Linked DNA regions of Mus musculus: regions 1 and 2 are each linked to region 3. Evidence: chromatin contacts called from public HiChIP or PLAC-seq data. All regions are on one chromosome and are shown on one strand. The core of a region is the stretch at or near the end of the contact, and the rest is flanking DNA. Distances in the headings are between cores, read along the strand shown.

What was found. HiChIP or PLAC-seq counts read pairs in DNA pulled down with a chosen protein or histone mark.
Region 1: an H3K27ac HiChIP or PLAC-seq map of embryonic stem cells shows a contact between it and region 3, with 2.4 times the contacts expected there. The contact joins two enhancer-like sites. A contact is called at or near these places in 1 of 15 datasets of contacts at CTCF or cohesin (embryonic stem cells), 22 of 484 Hi-C or Micro-C datasets (the G1E-ER4 cell line, the N1E-115 cell line, adipose-derived mesenchymal stem cells and 7 more), 6 of 115 datasets of contacts at active chromatin or transcription factors (astrocytes, bone marrow-derived dendritic cells and embryonic stem cells) and 1 of 9 other capture datasets (embryonic stem cells).
Region 2: an H3K27ac HiChIP or PLAC-seq map of embryonic stem cells shows a contact between it and region 3, with 3 times the contacts expected there. The contact joins two enhancer-like sites. A contact is called at or near these places in 1 of 15 datasets of contacts at CTCF or cohesin (embryonic stem cells), 23 of 484 Hi-C or Micro-C datasets (the G1E-ER4 cell line, the N1E-115 cell line, adipose-derived mesenchymal stem cells and 8 more), 6 of 115 datasets of contacts at active chromatin or transcription factors (astrocytes, bone marrow-derived dendritic cells and embryonic stem cells) and 1 of 9 other capture datasets (embryonic stem cells).

What each region holds. Positions count from the first base shown.
Region 1 is chr3:153,667,394-153,671,961 of GRCm38.p6, reverse strand. All of the region lies in intron 1 of St6galnac3 (ST6 (alpha-N-acetyl-neuraminyl-2,3-beta-galactosyl-1,3)-N-acetylgalactosaminide alpha-2,6-sialyltransferase 3), which reads left to right. Among named protein-coding and RNA genes, the nearest start is that of St6galnac3, 55 kb to the left of the region's middle. Within about 2 kb of position 2,926, at least 59 of the 459 cell types and tissues checked have an H3K27ac peak or open chromatin away from gene starts, as enhancers often do. A contact at or near this core is called in embryonic stem cells, where this site is marked.
Region 2 is chr3:153,639,875-153,644,158 of GRCm38.p6, reverse strand. All of the region lies in intron 1 of St6galnac3 (ST6 (alpha-N-acetyl-neuraminyl-2,3-beta-galactosyl-1,3)-N-acetylgalactosaminide alpha-2,6-sialyltransferase 3), which reads left to right. Among named protein-coding and RNA genes, the nearest start is that of Gm52633, 46 kb to the right of the region's middle. Within about 2 kb of position 2,153, at least 12 of the 459 cell types and tissues checked have an H3K27ac peak or open chromatin away from gene starts, as enhancers often do. A contact at or near this core is called in embryonic stem cells, where this site is marked.
Region 3 is chr3:153,355,006-153,359,233 of GRCm38.p6, reverse strand. The region is part of intron 3 of St6galnac3 (ST6 (alpha-N-acetyl-neuraminyl-2,3-beta-galactosyl-1,3)-N-acetylgalactosaminide alpha-2,6-sialyltransferase 3); the gene reads left to right. Among named protein-coding and RNA genes, the nearest start is that of 1700012D16Rik, 58 kb to the right of the region's middle. Within about 2 kb of position 2,938, at least 5 of the 459 cell types and tissues checked have an H3K27ac peak or open chromatin away from gene starts, as enhancers often do. A contact at or near this core is called in embryonic stem cells, where this site is marked.

The DNA.
Region 1 (4,568 bases), core at 1,677-4,176, 310 kb before region 3:
CTGTGGCTGTCTTCAGACACACCAGAAAGAGGGCATCTGATCCCATTACAAATGGTTGTGAGCCACCATGTGGTTGCTGGGAATTGAACTCAGCACCTCTGGAAGAGCAGTCAGTGCTCTTAGCTGCTGAGCCGTCTCTCCAGCCCCATGCTTCTTCTCCATCAGGGGAGGCGAGCCCTGCTAGTCCTGAGGGCCAGGGCTACGGTGTTAGGTGCTCACACCAGGTCTATTGAAGTGTTCCCTGCTGTTTTACTCGAGTGTGTCTGTATGCCTGGATACCCAAATGCAACCAGCCATTACTTTGGCTCCAGGAAATGACCAGCGGAATGGGATCTCTCTGTCTTCTGCCCCACATGATCGATCCTCCACGGAAGCAAGACACCTCTCTGGGAGAAAGGCACTGTACTCGCATAGAGGTCTGGAAGGAATCATATACCCTGGGGCTAAGGTGACCTCCACAGGGGGTGATTCTTATATTAATCAGTTCTGCTATGCAGTTCCTGCCAGTTAACAGCCTGTGACTTGAGAAAAATTACACATCTACCCCTGTCCAAAATTCCAGTATGCATCAGGAAATAAGCCTTTGGGGCCCTCTCCGATTCATACTGCAGACAGCTTTATAGCTGGGGATGGCTGCACGGGTCTGCAGCCCTGTAATGTAGTTAGTTATTGGGGTGTGGATGCAGTTGGATCAACAAGCTCCCTGGCCTGCAAGCCTGGCTGAAATAGCTACACATTCAGTAAGAGACCTTATCTCAGAGAAGGGGGAAGGCAGAGCAGAAGCGTTCCCCTGGCGTCCATATCTATGCCATCTGCATACACACATGTACATGCATATGTACACTTGCAAAATAAACCAACCAAGAAAGCCCCAGAGACCAGAGGGGAAGAAGTCTGGAATGTCAACCAAGCCCCCAGAGAGCCACAGCGAGGTGCACTACCTTGCTAGTCATGTTTCTCGATGCCCATGGTTTATGGTTTAGCCTTCTGTTCCATCATGACTGCCACCTCAGGAATTCTATCTGATGGTCTTTTGCTGTGAGAACTGAATGAGTGACTGACCGTATTCCACACCACAAGCTGTCGCCATGTCCCGTCTCCCATGTAAAATCCTTAGTAGTCTAGTCATTTGGTTATCAATATCCTGTCAATCGAGATTCTATATGTCGATACCACACTCAGTTTTTAAGAAATTAATTTTATTTATTTGTTTTGTGTGTGTGTATGCCTCTCCTGCATGAATGTCTACCATTTGCATACAGGGAGCCTAAAGAACTGGAGTCCCAGGCAACTGTGGGCTGTTATGTGGGTGCTGGGAATTGAACCTGGGTCCTCTGCAAGATCGCTATTGGCTTTTTACTACTGATGCCTCTCTTTAGCTCCAACAAAGCCTTTTAACTTTCTTTTTAATTTTTATTTACTTTTTCCTGTGGGTGAAAAGGGTCAAACTCAGTACTCCACGCTTCCGTGGCAAACGCTTTGCCGACTATGCCCCTCCTCGGCACTCTCTTACGACTTAACACATTTTAACAGCTCTCAATCATTCCCATCCAAACAGACCATACTGTAAACTGAACATCAGGGAGGGACTTGAGTCATAGCACACTGTCACCCCAAAGAATCCCTCTCCTTCTGGGCGGTTCTGTCTAGCAGGTGCAGGCCAGCGGAATGTGCCAGTAACGTGGCAGATGCTCCTCTCAACAGTTTCCACGCGTGGGCCTCCACTCCTGGCTTGGGATCACATGACTGGTTTCCAGCCATCCCCTGTGGCCCTCCATGGAGCAGAGTGCACAGAGGAGATCTTAGAAGGCTTTGTCCAAGGTGTGCCCTTGAGTCTGTGACTCAAAGGGAAATCCATTCGCAACTAACTTTCAGCATTGGCTCGCTGAAGGCCCGACCGCCCTGCTTGCTCCTCTGCGGTGTCCAGGAATCTTCTCTCACAGACTGGAAATCACCACCACCCACAGTTAACAGGCTCACAAGACTTACCACAGCGTCTTTGCTTCGGAACTGTTCCTTGTAAAAAGCCAGCAAAGAGGCAGCTGCAGACCATGTCTAAGTGCACTTTTCAAAGGTCAGACTCCAAGGATGTGAACCTGGTCAGTAGCTGTTTAAAATGTGTTTATTTCTGTCAAGAGACAGACTTTGTCCGGGACAGAGTCTGTTGTCAGTGCACTGTCTGTTCATTGATATACAGCTTACAGATAAAAGCATTTCCATGGCTTGGTAATGTGTGAGGGTTTTGACAAAACTCAATTTTCATCTTATCCTGTGGTATTTTCTATGATTCAGTGGAGAGATCCCAAGCTAATTCTACCTTGGTTCTTTTGGAGAGAGAAAGAAGAGAAGCATCAATGGTAGTGATCAGCCGTGTGTGGGATTGGTGTGCATGCCAAGTCGGCTTCAGATGAGCAAACCCAGGAAAGTTCCTACCGATGAGTAGCTTTCACGGTTGGCCGAACAGCAGAGTTTGGGAAGCCTCTGGTTCCGGGCTCGGGGCACCTCAGGTCTAATTTAGTTCTGGGAAAGCAGATTCAAATATTCAGAAAGCGGTTCCTTCCTTTTCACTCCCTTGCTTAGGATGAGTTTGAATTATAGTCTTTGTCTCAAAGTTCTTCCTAAGAGTATTTTATCCAGAACTAACAAATTTATAGGCGTCAGAAATGGCGTGTTTTTTTTTTTATACCAGTCATTTGCACGAGACCGTGCCCAGGGTTATTTACACAGGGTCACGGCCAATCACAGGAGCTTGAGAAAGCAGCATCTCATAAATTCACAATGGATTGTGGTGTCAGTGCTTTTCCAGAAAGGAAAACTCAGATTCTAGAGTCAGGAAATGCGACCCCAGAAGCCAGGCCTCTGCTCCCCTTGGACACCTGCCATTGCTGTCAACTCTCCTGCTTCCTGCTCTGCCCCTGTGTGGAGGAGACCATGACTCAGCTAAATGACCAGGTGGCTGAACCCTCTGTGCTCTCCTCAGTCCTTGCTGTCTTCTTCCCCAGGCTTCTCTTTCCAGTCTCCTTTTGCTGTTAGCTATTTGCACACCTCGCATCTGGGGGAGTTCTGGAAATATGGCGGCCAATCGAGTACCAGTGAGCCTTGCCCAGAGCACCACCTTCCCAGGCCACGTGTTAGGAGATACATGTTTCTGTGTCCCGTGTTCCCGTGATCGTGACTGCAATATGTGTGGAGTAGGCAGAGGTGTGGGGATCTAAGCAAAGGCTAGGGAAGTGCAAGATAGCCTGCTGTGAGCACACACTCTTGCTGGAGCACAGCCCCTCCCCTCCGCCATCCCCGTCCCAGAGGAGACTGGAATTCAGCAGTCCTTAGTCTGTATCTGTACTGACCGGTATTTGCGTGAAAGCCGCATTGCGTGTGCGTGTGTGTGTGTGTGTGTGTGTGTGTGTGTGTGTGTGTGTATGGCCGTGTGAGAGAATGGGCACTTGCACGTAAGCTCTGTCATGCCTACGGAGACTAAAGAAAGCTTCCATTGTTTTCCTCTGAAGGGAACTGGCCTGTGTGGGACCATGGGCCCAAGATGACGATTCTCTGAGGTGAAAGTCTTTTCAAGGGTTTTAACTTTTTGGTCAAAGTCAGAAGGCTTGTGAGTTCTAGAGGAAATGCTTGTTTGAACTAGCTCACTTTCTTCCTCTCCCTTTTCCCCTTCCCTTGCTCTCTCCCTGTCTCTCTCATGTGGACTCCTTTGAGGCTAGCATGAGCTGTATATGAAACCCCTTCTTAACAATGCTCCCCTGCCTCCCCAAAAGAAAGATGAAATGCATGCTCGTTGTCAGGGAGATCTGAGAGTCCTGCAAAGGTCAGCCTCTGAAATCTCAGAGTTTTAAAAAAGTGCTCAGGGTGGGAACATGTCTGAACATGAAGTCCTAGTGAGCTGACAGCACTGTGTCTATCACAAGCATCTCCACGAAGAGGAGGTAGGGTGCCTCTGGAGGGGTGCTGGTATTCCCAGCCTGGGCTGTAGCAGTTGAGCTATGGTGTTCAGCCAGAGGCGGGATGCAAGACCAGTGCTTAAAAGCATCTGCGTGCTTGCTATGCAAGTGTGAGGACCCAAGTTCAAATCCCCAGAAACCCATGTAAAGGTGGGTGTATTAGCATGGATATGTATCCCTGTGCCCTTACAATGAGGTGAAAGGTCAAGGAGGAGAGCCCTGAGAAGCCCACAGGCTGGCTAGCCTGGGATACATGCAGCATCAGGAAATGACATGGTAAAATGGGGACCGACACCTGCGGTTGTCCTTTGCCTTCTACAGGCATGACATAGCCTGCATGCAAATGCACACATGCACCCCAACACACATAGTCATGCACACACATACATGCCACTCACACACACACCACACAATAGATACAGCAACACGGGAGCAGGCTGGGTATGTGTGCCTGCAGCCATGACTCCAGCGAGGTGGATGCAGAACGGTCATGAGTTCAGTGCCAGCCTGGGCAAAATGAGATTCAGTCACCAAAACCCAAAGGCTAGAGAGGTTAAGAACACATGCTGGTCTTTCAGAGGACCAGAGTTCCACTCCCAGCACCTACATCCTGAAGCT
Region 2 (4,284 bases), core at 904-3,403, 290 kb before region 3:
GAAATAGACACCCACCATTGTAACAGTTGGAGGATGAGAGGGAGCAACTGCAGAGCATGCGCACTGCGTGGCCCTGTGCGTCTGGCAGTAGGGATGGAGGGCGAGGGTATGGCTGGTCATTTGAGTTGTGGTTGTTTAATGTTAAACTTGCAGCTTGTCTGAGGCTATGACTGAGAACTCTGCCCCCTCACAGGCTTTGCCTCCAGGCACAAACACGGGAAGATTAAACATTAATTAAAATATCTGCACAGAGGATAAGCTGCAAAGAACCGGAAGACTCTCTGGGCTCCCAATAGGGAGCCATTTACAAAGGAAGCATTGGTTTGGGCTCTGGAGGTGGTTTTGGCTTCCTTAGACCCAGGAAGCATCTTAAGGGGGAGTCTGTTTCCTGTGCTTCATAGGCAAGAAGATGGCGTTGGGTCTGCTCAGGAGCCCCAAATGTTCCTGCCCAATGTTAAGAGTCCTTGACACTTATTCCCGAGAGTCTTGGGGCTGAGCAGGGAGGTTGGTTCCTTCTCAGCTCGGTTCTTCTTCTCTGGTTAAGCCTCAGGCTTTCTGCAAACCTCTTAGCAAGGGCGCTTAGCTCTCCATTTGCCGAGGTGAAAATCCTCCCTCTCTATTCTGCCTTACAGCACCGATCCTTGAAAATACTTTGGAAGGCCTTCATTTTTCAGGCCTCGGTTGTTGACCTAGTGGCCTGCATTACAGCCTTAGCGAGGCCTTTTCTTTAGTTTTTGCCCACACTGGCCATTTTCCAACATAACGGGGTCCTGTGCTAGGGACACTGGTATGGGAGAGCTCACAGACTGTGTGGCCGTCCACCATCCTTGGTCCACATCTGGAGCACTGTCTGACCTAATTGTCCTTGAGCCTTATTCTCTGGCTGACATTTCTTCCCTGCTACCTTTGCCATGGTCACATCCCTTGCCGCTTCTTGGCAATGACCCTGTTTCTTTAGTCCATCATCTCCTTTTAAAACTGCGTGCGTTCACGGCTCCTGAACTATTCCTCAAGTATGACCAATTTTGCGTTGCTGGAGAGTCCGAGTCCAGACTCGTTTAGATACAATCAGTGTGACTTGTACGCCTCTCTTCCTTCCGGTTCTGCTTTCTTCGCAGGGTTACGTTTTCTCTTTGGACTTTGTCTTCATTTGTTTCTCTGGTTTGCCATTTATAAAGCGCTAACAGCTCCCTTAGGGCACGCTCTGAGCAGACAGGATCTCTCTTCTGTTCATGGTCAAGTTCAGGACTGAGCTGTGTACATGGTAGGCGTTCAGACAGTATTTGCACAGTGAACATGTTATGGAAAAGCCGGGGTTTTAAATTTTCCTTTAACAGTTACTCTCTGTAGCATTCAGCAAATTACATTGTGGAGGTCAAGTTTCCTCAGCCAAAAAAATTCAGAGCAGCTCCATTTTGTGAAGATGTTTGGCCAACTAGAACCAACCTCTTTTCCCCACTCAAGTCCTGAACTAATCCTGACATACAGGTACAATAGCTATTGTTATTGCTACTATTGTTAGTGTTGACTGATTTAGGACTGACTTTATCCAGGCCTATGGCTGGAATAGAAGTAGAATTCAGGAGCTGACCCCAATCCTGTTTGGGAAAGAAAGCTTTGGTTGTTTCCGTTTCACTGGTAGAAGAGTGTGGGCTGCCTACCTGTTTGTGGAGTCAGGATTTCTGATTGATCATTGATATGGTAAGGGCTTCCAGATGTAAACTGTCTCATTCCTGTTACATCACTGAAATGTAATAGAGCCAGAGAATGGAGTCTGTTCTTGTCTTTTAATCACATGGGGATTATTAAGACATCCCTTGTCTTATATTTAATCGATATGCAATATTTTATATGCTTCCACGGCTCTCGCCACGTTAGGAAGGTAACATCCACATTAGCTAACTAATTTTCACATTAGCCATAAAAATATGGTTAGTGTTCAGTACCGTGAAGAACACACACAGGTAGTTTGCATCTGGAAATGCTAATAATTGCCAGCCATTAATACTGTAAATTCAATTCGAATGTTTTAAATGTCTCCTCTTTCAAGATTGAGAGTTAAGATTAGAATTTAGAATTGAGTACCAGTCTGCACAAGTCTTAAAAGGAAAAACAAATGAATGTGACTCAGAGCGCAGCTGGAGGCAGGCCTGCGTGATTATTCTAAAGCTGTGATTGGCATGGATGTTCAGGAATTCAAATGAGAATGCTTCTTTGTCATGCCTGCTAGGGTCGCTGCCTCTCCCAAGGTGGCCAGTGTCACCGATATCATCAGCAGACTCTGATAACAAAAATTCAAGAGTCCAATTTCTGATTTAGTCTACTAGTCTTTTTCTTCTGCATCCCAGACTTGAAGATGGGTGAGGGAATTTTCACTACTGAGCCATGTTTACCATTCACATAACCAGTGGTTCTCAGAGATCATCCCACACTGTTTCAAAAGACAGACCATGTCATCTGGCTATTAACTACTATTTGTCCAATCAGAACTCAGATGCACTGGCCAACCCCTCTGAAGACATAATCAAAGAGTAGCAACCAGCCAGTGTGTTGTGTGTGTGTGTGTGTGTGTGTTTATCATGTAGGGGAATGTGCCTTCAAATAGTATGTGTATGCTGGTGTATGCATGCTTGTAGAGGCTAGAGAGAGCTCAACACCAGACGTCATTCTTTGGGAGCTGTCTGCTTATTTCTTTTAGACAGTCTCTCACTGGCCTGTCAGGAAGTCTCAGGATCCATCCCTCTGCCTTCCAGGTGCCGAGGCGACCACTCTCTGTGCAGACTTTTGTACTTAGGTTCTGGGGAACCTTAAAATCTGACAGTTTTGCTCTCAAGGCAAGCATGTTCCCAGCAACAGTCTTCCCCTATGCACACCTCGTTTACGTACAGTTTTAAATTAGCCTTTACTGTGAAATAAAAGGAGTGCTTGCCTGGGTGCTGGATGCTCACTCCTCACACATGCTACAGCTTCCAGTGCTGCTCATAAAACTGCTCATAATGGTGGTTTTCAAAGTGTGTGTGTGTGTGTGTGTGTGTGTGTGTGTGTGTATGCGTGTGTACATGTGAGTATGCCTTTGTGTGTGTGGTAAGCTATGACCTTTTGCAGTTTTTTTTTTGATAATCATGATATTGGAGATGATTATGACTTAAAAGAATACATAGGCAACTATTTCTGAACATTCATGAAGTTAGGTTCCCCCCCCCCCCTCCCATGGAGCATTTGATATATTGCTTGGTGCTTTGTTCTGGAATGGTTACTTGAAGAATATAAAGTGTAATATAGATTTTCATTTTAATGGGAGTGTTATAATACCCTCATATTTTTTCCACTTCTCATTAGTTTTTATAACCTATGAATTACCTAAAACAACTTCAGTCATTGGGATCTTGACTTGACACTTATCTTACTGTGTGTGGAGGTGTCGTCTGAGAGATGGCATCTGTATTTATGGTGCTGATATATAAAGGTAGATGTTAGGACTGTTGTCAAACATGCACATGATGCCAGGCACAGTGTGGGCTAGGTGTTGTCAAAAAAGATAATGAAGGCACAGTTATAGTAGTAGCTTATGCAAAGGTAATGAGAACATGGGTTTGCCACCACTCTTTATAGACTGGTGTGACAGATTGTATATGCTTGGCCCACGGAGTGGCACTATTAGGAGGTGTGTCCTTGTTGGAGTAGGTGTGGTCCTGTTGGAGTAGGTGTGTCACTGTGCATGTGGGCTTTAAGATCTTTGTCCTAGCTGCCTGGAAGCCTTTGGAACAAGAGGTGGAAGAACTCTTAGCTCCTGCAATCCCACATCTGCCTGGACACTGCCATGCTCCTGCCTTGACGATAATGGACTGCACCACTGACCCTGTAAGCCAGCTCCAATGAATGCCATCCTTATAAGAGTTGTTTTGGTTATGGGATCCATTCACAGCAGTAAAACCCTAACTAAGACCACGGGTCTAGTGAAGATTTTGCATTATTTATTTTTGGCTTATTTCTCCAGTCTATTTGCTCACTGACAAATCATTACATTATTACTTGCTTAAGAAAATACTCTATCCCAAGGCTTCACGCCTGAGTTATCCTCTTGTAGGTTGTTGATATTTGTACTAATTTGTAGGTAGAGACAAATACTGGCTACATTGTTAGTCCTTTATGTCTGGGTATCCTGCCATTGTGGGTTCAGCCAGCTGTGGCTCAAAAATATTTTAATTAATTAATTAATTAATTAACTTTATATCCCAATATCACCCCATCCTCCTCACAGTATCCCCTTACACAGATCCTCCC
Region 3 (4,228 bases), core at 1,689-4,188:
CATTAAAAAGGGCCAACTGTGCCGTTCTGAATCTGGAGTCTTTCATAACCTCTGGGATGATTTTCTTTAACAGAGTTGTCGGGAAGTCAGAAGTTACCTTCCAGAAAATAAAACAACCTATTTCTCATCAAGAGTTAAATAAACATTGAAAAATCAGCATTCTATAAGGACCATTAGCTTATGCATCACAGTGGGTGTTTTTATGACTTTTGGTATAAAGGATACTCATATAAAAATAAATTGTGTCTTAGTGAGCATCTCTCCTGTTGTGGTTTGTAATAGCTCTAATCCCAAATCTAGGTGGATATCGTTCATCTACAGAAAAACCTGACCTTCAGTTGCAAATAGCTGGGTTAAATCATTGTTATGATGGCAAGGCTTCAGATGCGTGGAGATACACGCTCAGGTGAACGGTCTACCTCTTCTTTCACAGAGTGCAGGAGAGATGTCTCAATGAGCTTCAAGTGCTCTGGAGCCATCCATTGTACTTATTTATCTGCTTATTCTGAGCTCTAGGTCATGCACAGCACCATGGAAAATTCTGCCGACAGCTCCCAGGGGCTCTTCAGAGAGCAAGCTCCAGTAAGACATAGATTAAAAAGCATGAGCAATTACCATTTTACACTGTTTAATTAACAAACATTTGTAGAGTGGATTGCTTCATACTGGTGCAATACCTGGGGAAGTTGCTGAACTCAGAAGCACTTAGAAGCAATAGATTTGCCATGGCTTCTTTCTAAAGTCTTTTCAGGTAATGGTTATCTTGTAGCATATTTGGAGGACAACATGTGTATATATGTCTATTGCCTTTGGTACTATGTATATACTTCTAAGAATTTCCCATTTGGAGGGCACTTACAAGAAAAGTGTTGAAACGTTCATTTCAGGGTTTTGTTTTTGTTGTTGTTATTGTTGTTGTTTTAATTAGCAAACAAGTAGCAACAATTTTAGTATTCAACAATAGAGACCCTTTAATCAGTGCTGTAAAATCAGTGATTTTATACTCATAAAGTCTAATGGTGACATGTAAAATGTTAGGACATAGAGATAAGCGGAAATGGTCTGGTTACAAATTATAAATCATTATACACATGAAGAGTGGAATCTGCAACATGCCCAACCCAATAAACATTTGATTACAACAATGTTATTTTGCATTTAGCAATGATTAATATCTAAAAATTGCTTGAATATGAAGATTACTATCGATGAAAAGTTCGTATTAGTTTAAACTTTTCTTACAGTAAAAGAGTTGTTCAAGTAAAAACAAAAGTGATGTATGGAGTTGCCATGCATTACGGTCATTAAACATGTAAGTGATAGATTTGTAAAGAAGCAAACATTAAGTAAATGGATGGCAGCAGGCACCTTCTGAAAGGATTAGCCCTCTTGTTCTTGCTCTTTTGGGGCTTTCAGAGTTGGCACCTGAGTAAGAGGATCTCCTCAGGTCATTTAGACAGAGGTTATCCCTGTGTTCATGAAGTGTCCTTGTGTACATGAAGGGATGGAAAGAGAAGAGGCTCTGTCCCAGCATAGACCTGGATGTGAGAGTGGATAACAGGCAGCTTCTCTGCCCGGCTTCAGTGGGATTTATAAATATTCCATTGGAGAGGAGGTCTCTCAGAAATAACCTAAATATCCAATGATGACTAACTGGTCAATAAAGCACAATAGGTCATATTGAGACCAATGAAGGAGACACTGGAAGTAATAGAGGGAAATATGTATTAAGTAAAATCTGGCATAAATTTGAATGTAAAGGGTGATAGGAAGCTATAAAGTAGGATTTGGGTTCCTTAAGGCAGTGTACAGGTAAACATTGTTAATAATGGTCACTTGGATGCTGCGTTACGAGGCCACTGGATCTCCATGCCTGTCCCTGTTCTTTCTTTTTTTTTTCAACATAGACTTGTCACCACTACAGTGATCAGAAGAAAATGGTTTTTAATAATGTTTCTTTCAGTGGAAATTATTGTCCTTCCCCAAATATGCAACAAGTTAACTGATGGCTGCAAAGACTTTAGAAAGAAGCAACACAAACCTACAGAACAAGGAAATTCAACTTTGATCTCATCCTCTGAGTACTCTGCAGCCCTCTTCAGATGGGGGTGTCTCCCCTGAAAGTCCACCTGGGGCCGAGGCAGCTCTCAGCTCTTCCTGATGTTCTCTTCTTCCATTTCTTTACTCAAGCTCATTTTGTTTTCTTGATATATATACAGAAACACCCAAGTCCTCTTCCCTTATCCTCTCCTTTCTTCCTGTGTTTTCTTCTCTCTTCTCTTGTCTTCTCTTTTCTTTCTCTGTCTCTGTCTCTGTCTCTCTCCCCTTCCTGTCTTTTTCCAGATTTATAAGAGAAGACGTAATGGGTGATTATAGATGCTTCTCTATGTTTTTCTACTTCTGAAAGTCTTTGGGTTCACATAATTCTGAAAAGAAATAAAATGACTGAAAAGACCTTTCTGGAAATACTGGTTATAGGTTCTATACAGACTCTGCCCTAAATATACCAATATAAGCGCCTGTGGTTTAAATAGCTCTGCAGGGCCAACCGTAGAATCTGATGTTAGGTTTCTGAATTATTCTTGGTTGTAAACAACAACAACAACAACAACAACAACAACAACAACAACAACAACAAATCTCCAGGAGCATCATCTTAGCTAAATAAAAACACTTTTGGTTTGTAAAGCGCAATAACTTATTAAAGGGGAAGATGGCCCCAAGTTTGTCCTCATGGCCAAACATGCCAGCCCTGAACTTAATGAGATGGTAGCAGACCCAAGCTCCCTTCAGTCTCTGCTGGGGTTTGATGAGTGGGCCCCAATAGGTTCACAGTTTAGAGAACTCAGTTCCCAGTGGGTCACAGTGTTTAGGGAACTATGGGACCTTTAAGAGGTGGAGCCTTGCTGAGGGAAGGTGATCATTGTGGGTAGGCTTTGACCTTCCAGAGGGTCACACCCTCTGCTTCCTGGCTGGGACACAGTGTAAGCAGCAGCCTCTGGCCCTGCTATCACATCTTTCCTCCTGGCAGGGCTCTCTGGTCACAGAGAATGAGACAGGTAACAAATACAACCTTTGACTACACAGCCTCAGGCAGACTCTGCTATGGCTCCCTGCCTGGTCTTGACACTGCTCAGTAAGCGAACTGTGCCTTTGTTTATTATGTTTGGGGATTAGCCTATGAGACATCCTCTGAGTTGATGTGGAAGGGGCCTCAGGATTCTCTACTCCACATGTGATGAACTGATGTGATAGCCAGGCGGACTTCCCATCCAATAGAATTTGATGATAGAAACCCTATTGGAAGTGTCTCCTTCGTGCTTTTAAATATCGTCAAGTACTTATTCAATTGAAGGAGAGAAGAGAAGGAGGAAGAAAGGAGGGAGAAAGGGAGAGAGGGAGAAGAATATTCTGGAACAGTGGTCTCCTTGTCCCTGCGTCTGCTGCGGACTTGTTTTCTTTTTCTGCTTTGGTTTAAAATGGAAGCCCTGCAGCAGAGCAGCCTGTGGATTCCCAGTAAGTAGCTAGATAGGAAAACAGCATCACTTAGATGGAAGCTGGTTATTCTGACATCTTTCAATTCCTCTGGTTATGTATCATCATGGCTTAAACTGGGATTTGGCTAAATATGATGTCTTCCCAACAGAAGACTTGCCGAGGGACCCCTTCCCTCCTTCTGCATCCCTGCCTGACGCTGCTTTGCTCCTTCATGCCTGGAGCATTTTCAGTCTCATTACCGCCTTGTGGGTTTGAAGAATGATATCTAATAGCACAAACCAGGGACTGCCCCAGGACCTGGCAAAGCATCCTGCACGGTATAGGTGTTCAGTAAATAGAGGATAAATGTAATCCGAAACCCAGAAGAGAACGTGGCACATTTATCTTATAATTCAGAGAGAGGCACACCCTTGATCGCTAATCCGGTTAACTGAAGTACAGTTAACCAAACCCAGAACAAGTTTCAAGCATGTCTTATTTGTAGAAAAGTTCTGATGAGTGGCTGGAACATTTGTTCTTCAGCATGTTGATAAAATGTTATGCGCACCAGGAAGATTCCCAGTGAGTAGCCCCAGGAGGCTTAGGAATGTAAAACCACAGACTCATTAAAGTTACTCAGGGATGTGCAGGTCTCCAGCTCAGAACAGCCAACGCCTCGGCATAACCAGGACACAGCTGTGACTGTTGTGTCCCTTGTCCTTAGAATGAGCATGTTTGACATGTTCTGATG